Linked DNA regions of Zea mays: region 1 is linked to region 2. A link is a contact called in public Hi-C data. All regions are on one chromosome and are shown on one strand. The core of a region is the stretch at or near the end of the contact, and the rest is flanking DNA. Distances in the headings are between cores, read along the strand shown. Region 1 holds the start of LOC100272242 (LIN1 protein). Region 2 holds the start of LOC100278452 (Protein indeterminate-domain 9).

The links. A called contact is a pair of places that touch in the nucleus more often than the background predicts.
Region 1: a contact with region 2 is called in a Hi-C map of leaf, with 3 times the contacts expected there. The contact joins the promoter of LOC100272242 here to the promoter of LOC100278452 in region 2. A contact is called at or near these places in 3 of 25 Hi-C or Micro-C datasets (all in leaf).

Annotation. Positions count from the first base shown.
Region 1 is chr8:143,208,436-143,212,009 of Zm-B73-REFERENCE-NAM-5.0, reverse strand. LOC100272242 (LIN1 protein) reads left to right here and starts at 1,357. Exons shown (of 3, transcript NM_001350728.1): 1 at 1,357-1,638; 2 at 2,681-2,780; 3 at 2,986-3,383. The coding sequence starts at 1,392. The coding sequence ends at 3,058.
Region 2 is chr8:143,049,252-143,053,314 of Zm-B73-REFERENCE-NAM-5.0, reverse strand. LOC100278452 (Protein indeterminate-domain 9) reads right to left here and starts at 2,338. Exons shown (of 4, transcript NM_001361337.1): 1 at 1,379-2,338; 2 at 888-1,290. The coding sequence starts at 1,568.

The DNA of each region.
Region 1 (3,574 bases), core at 108-2,607, 160 kb before region 2:
AGGGCACATTTCCCTTTCACTAAGCTGGTGCACGTAGGGATGGCAATGGGTCGGATTCGGGTTGGGTGGCACAAAAATCCACCTGCGATCACACACGTGAAGTCTACTTAAACCCGCCCATTATTGCACCCACGGGTGTAATTCCAAACCCGCACACGAACTCGTCGGGTTTCGGGTCACCCGCGAGTTTTACTCATTGTACACGTTTAAACAATAATTCAACTATAACAATTAAGTACCAACAACATTTGAGTTATGTCTATGGATTTCAAACCTTCTCATGTTGAGCAGCAACACAATATTTATGAACCATTAGACATATTATTTATTCAAAATAATTATTATTGTATCTTAAACATTTTGCGCAAAATAAAGAATGGACCAATTTTTGGGTCGAGTATGGGTCACCCAATGGTTGAAATAGAAACTCACACCCACACTCGCGAAACTTCGAATCGGTTGCGGGTTGCAATCGTGGGTCAAAATCTCTACCCATGCCTGCACCCATCGGGTCGGGTACCCACCGGGTTTCGGGTTTGCGGATTAAATTGCCATCCCTAGGTGCACGTCGAGGGGTGTTTTAAAAAATTATCATAAGAATTTACATGGCAAATGGTTAGTTTGCACTTGATAGGTTCCCAAAGGGTAATCAATCTTCAAATGAACAAACATATAATTATCAGATATAGGAGTGTACCGTACTACCGTATCAAAGGAGCTTCAGCACCTTGCTTCTTGGATGAATGTTTGATCCATTCCATACGATCCAAGCAAAATGGTTGCGGTTGTGGAATACTCCCTCCAGTTTTCTATTAGTTGTCGTTTAGGACAACACGATCTTTAAAATAGTAAAATATAACTTTGACTAATGATTTTTTGTTAAAATATAAATAAACTCTTAATATATTTATACTTTTATAAAATTATTTTTAAGACAAATCCGTGCATATAAATATTAGGTTTCAAAACTAAATAATAAAATAGTTATTTTAGTTAAAAATTTATAAGTTTGACTCAAACCTTATCGAAAACGATAACTAATAGTACACCGGAGTGAGTACGCTATGTCTGCCCAGCCCACGTTGGCCTTTGAGGCTTTGACGCTGTCCACGATACAGTCAGCAGCACGCCAGCTAGTACTGGCAGCAGGCAATATGCTCAGCGCCTCAGTCGCTCTTTCAACGAAACGCCACAAAGCAAACAAATCCGATCAACCCAGAATTCTTGAAACGGGCCTTTTGAACATCGTCATTCGGCCCATTGGAGGCACACAGAGTTCAGCATAGCTCGCCAGCCCAAGTGCGGTGAGGGAATAGTTTCTCCACCAAAAAAAAGTGCGGCAACGTAGCAGAGGAGGAGCAGGGGGAGGAGGAGGCTAGGGTTGCTCGGCGATGGCGTCGGCGGCGAAGACCCTTGCACGGGTTGGATCATCCCTCTTCGGCCGCATTCTCGCGTCTCCGTCCTCGTCCATACCCCGCGCCGGGCTGCCGCTAGCCAGGCTGCAGCCACACGTCCCGCCGCCGGCACCGGCGGGGGTGGACGCTTACGAGGCGGAGACCATCGCCAGGCTGAGCTCGCTCCCCGGCGAGATATCCTTCCCCTGCGGACTTCCCTCGCTCCGCTTCTTCATCGACGACGGTACAGCTTCTCTCACACACACGCACTCATGAATGGATTGGGCCGTGATTGAGTATTGAAGTTGGGCTCGGATCGCTAGTCACTGCCAGTTTCAGAAATGGGGAATAGGGGGACTGGGATCAATGTTTTTCATAAACCGTTCGTTGAATATAGAGATTGTAGTGTCGTTGAATATAGAAATTGCAGTGTGTGACTACTCGAAACTCGCATGATTTCTGTTGTAATGCGCATTTTCTGTGATTTGCAGTTATACCATTTCACTATTAAGCTTTGCTTTTTGCGGACTTGGGAAGAATTGCCAAGATTTCATACAGTTACCTTATTTGGGGGCATTGTTTTCTGAAAAGTCATGGTTGCCTTCATCAATGCTGATGTGTTACTTTTATCTGGCTTGTGTTGAAAGTTACTAAGTGATTGATCAACCTTGAGAAGTCACGTTTCTAGTGTTATTGATGCTCTTACGCATAGAAGAACACGTTGCTTGCAATACAGTACTCAGTATTTAAAGTTCCTTGATGCCTTTTTGTTCCTTAAATAGTAGGTGGCAGAACCTAAAGATTGATACACTGCATAAATTGTTTGTGGATCATTTGACAGCCTAAAACTGAGATTGTGTGGAGCTTAGGAAATTCTGCTATGATTTATGTTGAAATTAAGTCTGGTAGAAAGTGCAGTAGAAATACTCAATTACCCAAGTCTCCTTTTGCTAAGACTGTTTATTTGCATAGTGCCAAATGGTGGCCATTTCTTGTTCCAGCTGCTGCTGATTGTCCTAAAATTGGTTAGAAAGTGTATGACAAATACTCAAGTACATGCAGTTCGTCCTGCTGTTCCTGGATTGTTTCCTTGCATGGTCCCAAACAGTGACTGTTCCTTGCTACTTCTGTTGCTGGAAATGTTGCCGTAGTTATATTTGGTGAATACTAGAGTCTTGATTATGATATGTAGGCTTTGGATTATGACCTGGCAGCTAGGATCAACTTTTATTTTTGTTAGTTTGATGTCTTTTTCTAATCCGTTGCTTCTGTTCTGCTATTTGTAGTCGAGGATCCTGTTCCTAATGACCCCTTTCAGTTGCTCCCGAAAAGAACTTACCAGCCCAGTACAATCAAGCGGAAAAGAACCCATGGATTTCTTACACGGTCTGTCTCTCTAGCTTTTCCCTGGCCATTATTTTGCTTCCCTCGTCCTTCATTGAAAAAGGAAGATGGGTTTCAAGTTGGTATTATCAAATTCTGTTTCCGTTCATGTTTGCCTTTGGCACCTCATCATTTAGATTAGGAAGGTAGTTTATCTGGCATGATTGTGGTTCAGTGCCCTCATGTCCTTGTTACATTGGTTCTGCAGTAAATCGACCAAGGGTGGGCGCAAGGTGATTGCCCGGAGAATCGCCAAAGGCAGGCACAGAATCTCAGTTTAGCTAGATCTCGCTCGTAGCAGCCCTGGATGTTTTCTGTAACACAGATTCGTATCGTGTTCTTTCTATGGTTAGCACTCTGCTGAAGGTGAGCCCCCGCGCAAGCAGCAGTCCATGTATGGATTTTTATTGTGAAACTTTTTTTTGGGTGGTTTCAGTCCTGGCCATCCGTAGGATATGCCTTCTTCCATTTTATTTTGCCTTTGCTCTCCCTGGTCGGTGCGGTGCAGCCGTACGCATCAGTGGCGGATGCAGAACAAAATTCTAGGTGGGGCCGATAGTGCAAGAGACAAATCACCAGACTAGACCATAAATATAGATTAATGATAATAATATGAATGTTAAATGATAATATCTAGTGTTTTCAAAATGATATGAATACCAAAAAAACCTTTTTGGCTACCAAAAGGAGAGCTAGAGAGAGAAAATAGGTGGACTGACTGAGGATGAGGCACTAGGGCGGAGCAGCCGTATCAACGTGTCGTTCTGGCGAGTCATCGAATTTGTCGTGAGTTGGCG
Region 2 (4,063 bases), core at 1,089-3,588:
TTATAACCCAGTCACCCGTGGAAGAAGGGACACAGGACAGGAGAGAGGAGGACGGTGTGTGTAGTCATGCAGCTAGCTCTCTAGTAGGGCAATTAGGCAGAATGGATAGGGATTAGGGAGTAGCACAGCACAGGCAGCACTGCATTGGGGCGAGAGAAGGAGATGGAAAGCGCCACCCCCGGCTCTGCAAAGGAGATTCACCGCCGAGGTTCGCGGATCTCTTTTTCTCAGCCCTATGCCCCCGTAGCTTCTCGGTGATTGGTCTTCTCTCAAATGAATCACACGCACACGATAAGGACACACACATGCCCCCAAGCTAGCAGAAGCTGGAGTATTCACATTGGGTTCCGTTTTGCTGCACACACCAGTACAATCTTCCTTTCCTCTGATGCATTGCTGGTTTCTGCTGCAAGCAAGCAGAAGCCAAGAAAAACCAAGCCAGCGCAGTGGTCAGCCGGTACAGCACTAGTGTCTACTCTACTAGAGCTAGCTCCCATTCCATCCTATGATTGATTATCAAGCCTAGCCTGGCTGACATATCATTATTCCCTCTCCTCTAATCAGTGCCCTATCTATCACCACCCACATGCTAATCTAATCACCACACTTCCTCCCAACCAAAGAAAGCATCAAGAGCTAATCGAACCCCTTCCCTCGATCGACGATCTTCAAGTGTGAAAGAAGAGAGGATCAGGGTTGACCAGTGTGCACACCGGAGTCAGCTTCAGCTACGCGCTCACTGCAACTTTAACATGCATGCATCTGGAGCCGGCAGCAATTGCAGTCGCAAAATCGCAATGGAAGATGGACTAGCTAGCTAGAACGAGAGAAAGAGAGAGAGACGACGATGATCCTGAAGGAGATTGTGATCGGAGTTAAATATATACCTGGAGAAGATGGTGCCGCAGTCGCACTTGTACTCCCTGGTGCCGCAGATCTTGGAGTGCGCCTTCCAGTCGGAGTGGACGGCGTACTTCTTGGAGCACTTGTCGCACTTCCACTTCTTCTCGCCGTGCTTGCGGAAGAAGTGCTTCTTGATGCCGGTGAGGTCGCCCAGCGCGCGGGCGGGGTCGTGGTGCACGCACGACGCCTCGGGGCACACGTACACCTTCCTCCGCTGCGCCTCCTTGCCCGTGCCGCGCTGCTTCAGCTTCCACGGCAGGTTGTGGCCGCGCCGGTGCAGCTGCAGGTTCTGGTCCCGCTGGAACCCCTTCCCGCAGATCTCGCACACGAAACGGTTCGTCGCCATCAGCGTCGCCGGGGAGAGAGCCACGACCTCCGCCTCGGGGTCTGATGATGACGATCACCAAGATGACATGCCAACGCAAGCCTAATCGGGTCATATACAAGAGAGAAGACAAGATCGTCTACCACCTACCGGGGTTGCCTGGGAGGCTCCGTTTCCGCTTGTTGTTGCCGGAGGCCGCGGGCGCCGGCGGGGCAGCAGCAGCAGCAGCAGGCGCCGCGTTGGGGCCGCCGGACGTGGAGGAGGTGAGGTTGGACATGCTGCTCTCCCGATCTGCCGCTGCAGCTTCTGCCTGCAAGAGCTCCTGCTGATGGTGGAACATAGTAGCTAGGTGAGGAGGAGAACCCAAGGACGACGACGAATGGAGTCCAAGACTGCAAGGGCGGCTAGTAGCTTTCGCCTGATCTTGCACTTGTTGTGTGTGTCTATATCTATAAATCTATCTATATATACACACACTACTGGTACCTAGCTAGCTAGGGGAAGATAGCTAGCTGAAGGGAGGTGTGGCAGACAATAAATCGAGAGACGAACTCGTGAAGGATGAAGGAGGATGGGGCAAGCAGAAGCAGGCATCAGACAAGGGGGTATGTATGGGAGAGGGGGAGAGAGATGCTAAGGAGGTTGATGCATGAGAAGGCCTCCAAGCCGAAGCAGGGAGCAAGCAGGCAGGGAGGAACAGCAAGCAACACAATAATCAAGGAGGCGCAGGGGGGACAAAACGAGAGGGAAAGCAATTCCAGATTCTTTCTATCATACGACTCCTCCCCCTCTCTCTCTCCCTACTCTCCCCTGCCGGCTTCTTGGCTTTCTCTCTCCACTCTACTCTGTGGTGTGAACTGTGAAGACGTGCAGTCGATCGAGCAGCGCGCGGCAGCAGGTGAAGGCAACAGCTGCCTAGCTAGGAGTGTGTATCTAGAGCTGGCAGCAGCCATGCAGCGCGCAGGCACGGACGAAAGAGGCCGCAGCAGTCATGGCCGCCGAGGACCGGAGGAGGAGGACATGGGGAGAGAGCAGGAGGAGGGAAGAGGAACAGTGTCAGCGCCTCCCTAGCGGCAGAGAAGAGAAGCAAAGGGTAAGAAGGCCAGTGTCACCACTCACCACAACCGACCCGAGCTTTTATCTACTCGCTGCTGGCTTTTAGGGGAAGGGGAGAACGGAGAAGGCAAAAGAGAGAGCCAGGATCCCAACAAAGATGCAAAAGGCTGTGCATTCTTATTTCTTTGCCCTCTCAAAGAAACATGTTAAAAAAACATTTTTTTCCTTTTTGTCTGACATCCATTGTTTGAGCAATCATCAATTACTATATGCACTACGACACAGTTCATTCTTTTGAGAATACTACAGCCCAGTACAAATTGATTGAATCAACAGCAGCAGCCAGCAGGAGAAATGCCCAGGAACTGTGAGCGAGTACATAGATCAGAGTCAGAGACGAGGAGGAGCACACGACGGTCCTCTACAAGCAGAGAACGTATCTTGTGCGCAAGGAGCGTTGGTGCTCCCATGAGCAAAATCAATCCAGACCACACCCTCCACATCCAACGGTGCTGTGTCAGGGGGTTTTGTAAAATGTTCTTTGCAACTCTGTACATTTTACAAAAACCCCCCTGACGCAGCACCGTTGGATGTGGAGGGTGTGGTCTGGATTGATTCTGCTCATGGGAGCAGTAGGGCTCCTTGCTCATAAGATACGGTGTCCTACAAGCAAGCGCGTGTACTTGTCCACTTGCCACACAGCTCAGTAGATAGATCGATCACACACGCAGCACAAAGCACACCACACTCGCGTAGCTAGCATAGCAGCAGCAAATAGCAAACCCACGCTCGTGCCGACCTTTCTTGTCTTTTCCTTTGTCACCTTACAAATGCAGCAGATACTACCACTCTCTCTCCCTCCACCCACTCTCTGATCAACCCCTTTTCTTTATATATATATATATACCCTCTACTGCATCACCTACCCGGTTGGTACACCATAGATATACATCGATCTCCTCTCTCATTCTAGAGATAAAAACACATATTTCGTTACTGTCATGGTTAATGTTAGTTTGAAAGATATATTCCAGGATTGCATACTTATATATAATACTTCCTCCGACTTCCGAAATATTTATCGTCCACTAGTTAATTTTTAACTAAAACGTGAGGGGTATAAAGTATGCATAATGATAATGATGTAGTCCCACTACATTTGATGTGGTACATGTTCAATAGTAAATGCACGTCACTATGCAGTAGTGCAGTATGTGACAGAAACTGTAGACAAATCGAGTTTTTATGTAATGGCTGTATATTTAAACTACCAAAAGTCATAAAAAATCTCGAACAATTTATTAATATATTCAATTTTAAGTTCTAATCTATATTATGTTAAGATATACAAAAAGAAGAAAAATATATCATTTCTAGACCGTCCATATCAGATATAATTTTTAACTTTATAGGGACACCAAGTCCCGCAATGACCTCCACACAAAGAACAGAGTCTCTTGCTTTGCTTTACAACAATGAGAATGGGGGAGGAAGTGAGAACAAAACTCAAATCAAGATCACAAAAACTTGCAACACTCGAATGCACTAGCCGCTAAGTCTCTCAAATCGATTGAATGCAGCGTGTGAATGGATTTGAATGTGTGGGAAGTGTTGCACCTGATGTATAGTAGGTTGGAGTAGTGCTTGTGTCTACAATGTGCTGGTTGGGGGTATTTATAACCCCCAACCACCCAAAAGATTTGTTGGAGTAAATGGTTGAAAAGTGCTCTGCAGGATGGTGCACCAGACCCCCTATAGTGGTGGTCTGGTGCACCACCC